2 separate regions of the Gossypium hirsutum genome follow, and region 2 is linked to region 1. The links are chromatin contacts, called in public Hi-C maps. All regions are on one chromosome and are shown on one strand. The core of a region is the stretch at or near the end of the contact, and the rest is flanking DNA. Distances in the headings are between cores, read along the strand shown. Region 1 holds the start of LOC121212148 (chaperone protein dnaJ 10). Region 2 holds the start of LOC107933308 (ACT domain-containing protein ACR12).

Evidence for each region. Hi-C and Micro-C count contacts between places; a contact is called where the count stands out from the background.
Region 2: a contact with region 1 is called in a Hi-C map of anther, with 2.7 times the contacts expected there. The contact joins the promoter of LOC107933308 here to the promoter of LOC121212148 in region 1. A contact is called at or near these places in 3 of 34 Hi-C or Micro-C datasets (anther, hypocotyl and leaf).

The regions. Positions count from the first base shown.
Region 1 is chrA13:965,357-968,056 of Gossypium_hirsutum_v2.1, forward strand. It overlaps LOC121212148 (chaperone protein dnaJ 10), which reads right to left and starts at 1,444. Exons shown (of 10, transcript XM_041084407.1): 1 at 1,102-1,444; 2 at 392-451. The coding sequence starts at 1,188.
Region 2 is chrA13:1,112,711-1,115,410 of Gossypium_hirsutum_v2.1, forward strand. LOC107933308 (ACT domain-containing protein ACR12) reads left to right here and starts at 1,390. Exons shown (of 10, transcript XM_016865484.2): 1 at 1,390-1,623; 2 at 1,734-1,788; 3 at 2,593-2,700. The coding sequence starts at 1,457.

The DNA of each region.
Region 1 (2,700 bases), core at 194-2,693:
TTCATTTTGAGGTTTAAATTGACCTTTTATTTCTTCAAGAGTACAAAGCACACAAATTATGGAGTTACGTGATACAATACAGCCATTTACACAAGCGTAAAAAACTGTAAATAGATTAACGGTATTCATGTTACAACGCATGGCCTTCCTGATGACAATTCCATTTTCCAAACACAGTCTACTTTATTCTGCTCTTAAATAAATGGCATATAGAAAGTCGTACAAGCTTTGGCAGTGTCACACGAGTTTGTGGTGCTGAATGTGATTTGCAGGTAGGGATGATACTAATTGCAAATACTAACAACAGACTACTAGAAGATGAACCCATTATTTTAACCTCCAAATTTTCTATGTGCTAACTGCTGAACATATAAAAAAATGTAGGACTTACCTGAAAATTTTGTGCTGCTAGAGGATCATTGGGGTTTTTATCAGGGTGAACCTGCCGTGCCTGCATACAAATAAATAAATAAAAAGTGTAAAGCTTTTATCTTAAAAGACCATGAACCATAAACTGAAAAGTTAAACTCTAAATAAAGAATATAGCGAAAATTCTTAGCACCGAGTAAATAACTGCAAGAGAAATCGACATTAAGGGTAGGAATTTTTTCAGACGGATCTACCAGCAGGGACAGCGCCAGGGGCAGGCACTGCCTAGGCCCCAAAATAGTGAAATGCTAGTTTAGTCCCTCCAAATTTATAAATTTTAAAGTTAATACAAAATAAGTTCCAGTTTAGCCCCAAAAAAGAATTTATAACTCAATTCTATATTTCCAAAAATGGTGAAATATTAGTAGTTTTGTCCCTCCATAAACTATAAATTTACAACTTAATAGTAAAACTACATTTTGACCCCTCACAAAAAATTAGAATTTAATTCTGGTCCCCAATAAAAAAAAGTTTCAGGCTTCGTCCCTCTCTAGTCTCTAGTCTCTACCACCATTAAATCTGAAAAAAGATGACCTAATCTAGCTGAAAAAAGATGATCATAAGTAAAGGTAACTCTGATTATTGAGATCAAAGATATTTTTCAAACGGATCTACAAACATTAAAACTGCAAAAATAAAAACCTAATTAAGCTGAGGAGAGAAATAAACCACCTTGATGTAATAAGCTTTCTTGATTTCAGCCTCTGTAGCAGAAGGGCTGACCCCTAGAACATCGTAGTACTCCGTCTCCTTCACCATTCCCGATCGACGATAACTTGCAGTGTTCTTTTTTTCTTTTTCTTTACTACAAAACTTTCAATGGACTTCTTTTTAAAGAAATACAGTTGTTTTTATTTTTGGGGAAAAAATAAAAATAATATTAATTTCGATGGAAATGAGGTAAAAAAGAAAAATAAAAAATAAGTTGTAAAATGTGCAAAATATTTGGGAACGAGGAAACGTAGTAGACAAAGTCTAAAGTCGCGTATTCGACGTAACTCCACGCGCTGACCCCTTTGATTCATTAGCGTTGACTACCCTTTAACTGATTTTTGGTTAAATTTTTCTATTAGTCTCTTCATTTTACGAAAATAGTATATTTAGTCCTTATACCTCAAAATGGTCAATTTTAGCCTCTTTACTTTTCAATTTTTGAAATTTTAGTCTTGATCCAAACAGTTACAGTTAATTTTGTATGGTTAAATTCAATTAGCTGTCTTTTTACTATGTGTACAATTGTAGATTTAGTCTATATTCTCCAATTCAATTATTTTAAGTCCCTATACTTTCCGATTTTTGGTCTTAGCCTACTAATATATTCATAAGTGTTCAAATGTAGCCTTAGATACATTATGAAAATCTTAAATTGCTTTGTTAACTCATCTATTACATCCATGAAAAATCATATACCTAAACTCAAGTTTATAAATTATAACTCATTGATCAATCTTGTTGTTTGATACATATTCTTTTAATATGATAATCTTTTAACATCTTTAACCTTAGAATATGTTATTGATTTATAGTCATAACTACATCTTATTAACAAGGTTTTAGTTTAATTAACCCATAATAAACTTTAGGGAAATGACTCAGATACATGAGAACCATCCCACATAACCAAGAAGCACATAAGTGCTAGGTACCTTATCACATACCTTCATCCCAACCAAATTGCACATAAGTGCATCCATCCCTACACAACCAAATTGCACCGAAATGTAAAGCCTGAAGCAACAAATCTCTATATACAAAACTCTGGATACAAAACTTCATGTTCGCATCTATCTCTATTAACATGCTAATCGTATCTTACTATTTTGCTAAGTTTACTAGGGCACTTAGGGTGACATATAATATAATTTGTTTTTATGACTAAACTGGAACTCGTCTTAATTTTTATGACTTAATTAAAACCCTTCCAAGTTACGATTGATGATATGAAAGAAAGTAGAAACATCTATTATACACAAAGTAATTTATCCATTTTTTAATGAAAGGATTACATTGTAATTTAAGATATATTACAAAAAAAAAAAAATTTGTGGTACTCTTACAATTTTTTTCACTATCATAATCTTGTAAGTTACTTGCAGTACACGAATTCTGTAATTTTAACTGCAACTTCGCCTACCAACAACTAGCATTTCCAACACTAAAATGATTAAGATATTGTATGACTTTGTTTTATTATTAACTTTCTTACTATTCTAGAGGTATTTTTTTTGTTAAGTTACAATTATCTTAGTATTATTTAAAGTAAAAAAACTT
Region 2 (2,700 bases), core at 140-2,639, 150 kb after region 1:
AAACCATCAGCCATCGTTAAGCATAATCAGAGCATCTCCGAATATCCCATGCAAGTTTTCACACAAAAAGGAATGGGATAAATTTTAAATTTTAAATAAAATAAATAAACATTTATTTTTATATCTGATTAATATATCAACATAAAATTATGTTAATCCGATAATATTGTTAGTGATTTGTGAAAATTAAATCAAATCAAAATTTCATGTATAAAATCGCACAAAATTAAAATTCATGTATGACATTACATGTTGGAGCGAAATTCATGTATAATTTTAATATTTATCCCTATTAAATTTTAAAATGTTATTTTTATATTCTATAATTAATTTTAAAAACAAAACATTTTTTATCAATTAGTTTTAGATCGGGCAATTTAGATTTGAGCCGGTAAATATTCAAGTTCGAGTTCCAATAATGTATAACTCCCATTTTTACTATATGAGTTTGTTTAATCCCTTTCGAATTGGTTCAATTTTATTTGATTTTTTCGTTTGTTGTGTATTATATTAATTTTATATATGAAGATTTTCACGGTGTTAGTGTCATACATAATCAGATCTCAACTCAATTATTAAATTATTAAAAAGTATTTATTTTAATAAAATAATAAAAATTTAAAAATAATTTTACATTTTTTATATAAAATTTAAAAAAGTACTAATAATATTTAGCTCATATGTAATATGTCGAAAAAAATCGTGTCTTACCTCTAAACGAACTTACAAAATACGAATGATTAATTATTGAGAAAATTCCAATATATAAAACGTGACTTACAAAATGCAACAACCGGTAAACATTTTCCAAAATAGAAAAGAAAATAGTCATAGGCTGACGTGAATCAGACTACCACTAAGTAGGTCCCAAGTAACGTCACAACTCCAAACTACCGCATCTCCCTTTCAGAGAATAAATAATTAGAAAAGGAAAAAAATACTTTTCTGGTCCCTCTTAATTTTGATATTGATCAAATTAGTTTATCTAAAAAATAGAGTAATTTAATTTCTATCAATTTCGAAAATGAGCAACTAAAGATAATTAATTATGATGTTAATTGTCTTTATTATTATTGATATAATAATAAATTTAGTCTTTGATGCTTATATATTTTATGTAAATATTATAAGATAAATTTGTTAAGATTAAATTGATAGAATGTGTAAATGTTATAAACTTATTTTTTATGCATAAAATTTAAGGGCTAAATTTGTTATTATACCAATAAAAATGTAGAAAAAATTAATGGTGTTTTTAATTGTTTTAGTTGCTCACTTTTGAAATTGATTTTCACTTTTTTAAAGGGACGAACTTGCTTAATACCGAAACTAAGAGGGACTGAAAAGGTCTTTTTACCAAAAATATTACAGTGCGCCTACAAAATTCGCCATCGCCGAAAAGTAGTGTCCGAAGTCTGAATTTTGATCATTGAAGATTTTCAAACTTCAATAGTCCATGGCGTTGTCAAATTCCCTTTTCTTTCCTTCTTTTAACGCCGTCGACCTCCGACGTTCCACGGTTCCCGATTCCAGCATCGCCCCTTTTTTCACTTCTTTTGACTCTTCTAGATTCCGCTGCAACTTTTCTCAGTGCGGCATTAAGCCCACTTTCTCTGCAAGAAAGTAAGAAACCAAAACGAAAATCTGTATATCCTTTTTTTGTTGTTGTTGTTGTTGTTGTTGTTGATTGTTTTGTGTTAATAGATGATGGGTATTTTTTCTTGTTGATGCAGACGCATTGTTTCTGCTGCTAACAATGGTTTCAACACGGTTAATTCAACTTCATTGGTAAAAGAATCCATCTTCGTTTACCATCTTTTACTTAACTCACATATGGGTCATGGAACTTAAATGAACAATCTCAGCGATTTCTATCAAGTGCATAATGATGTTGATCAATTTGTTCCGATCAAAGCCCTTTTTTAAAAAAAAAATGAAAAATTTAACTAAAAAAAATGCTAAAGAAGGGAAAAAAGAAGAAGAAGAATGAAGGTTGCTTACAGTTAGCTGATCCATGTTTGTGCAGATTCCATAGGAAACTGTAGAAGAGAGGGTAAGCTACAATTGAAAGAAATGTGATTTTCAATATATGAGTGATGAATTTAATCAAAATTAAGGTAGAAGAATATTTTATCTTCTTAAAGATGCACTGCAATTGATAGCTCCAAGAATATGCCTTTCTAAATTTTGATATGGTTTTCAAGTGAAGTACGCTGGACAGAACTATTATGCAGTTTCTCTCTTGCTTTCTCAGTGTTTTTTTTTTTGTAGTTCTTTGGATATTTATTTTTAAGAAAATGCTTATTTGTGATAGTTAAAGTTTGTAGATGCTAGATGACATCAATGCAAACGGGAGGACTGGAGGAGGGTGTGAGGGGTCGGGCAGGAAATGTCGGGAAAGAGAAAGACATAAACGTTCTGTTGCAAAACTCCAAAATACAAATTTTAACCTAAATACTTTAAAATTCATAAAAAACTAGTTAGTAAAACATATATCTAAATATGTTAATCCCTTGATCAGTGTATTCTTGTTCTGCATCGCACTGCATATATAATGATGCCATTAGTTTAATCGGCTGATTTACATTGCAGGGGACTGGCCAAGATGAAGATGATTATATTCCAATGCCAATTGTTTTGATTGATCAAGATTCAGATTCAGAAGCAACAGTTGTGCAGCTGAGTTTTGGAGATCGTTTG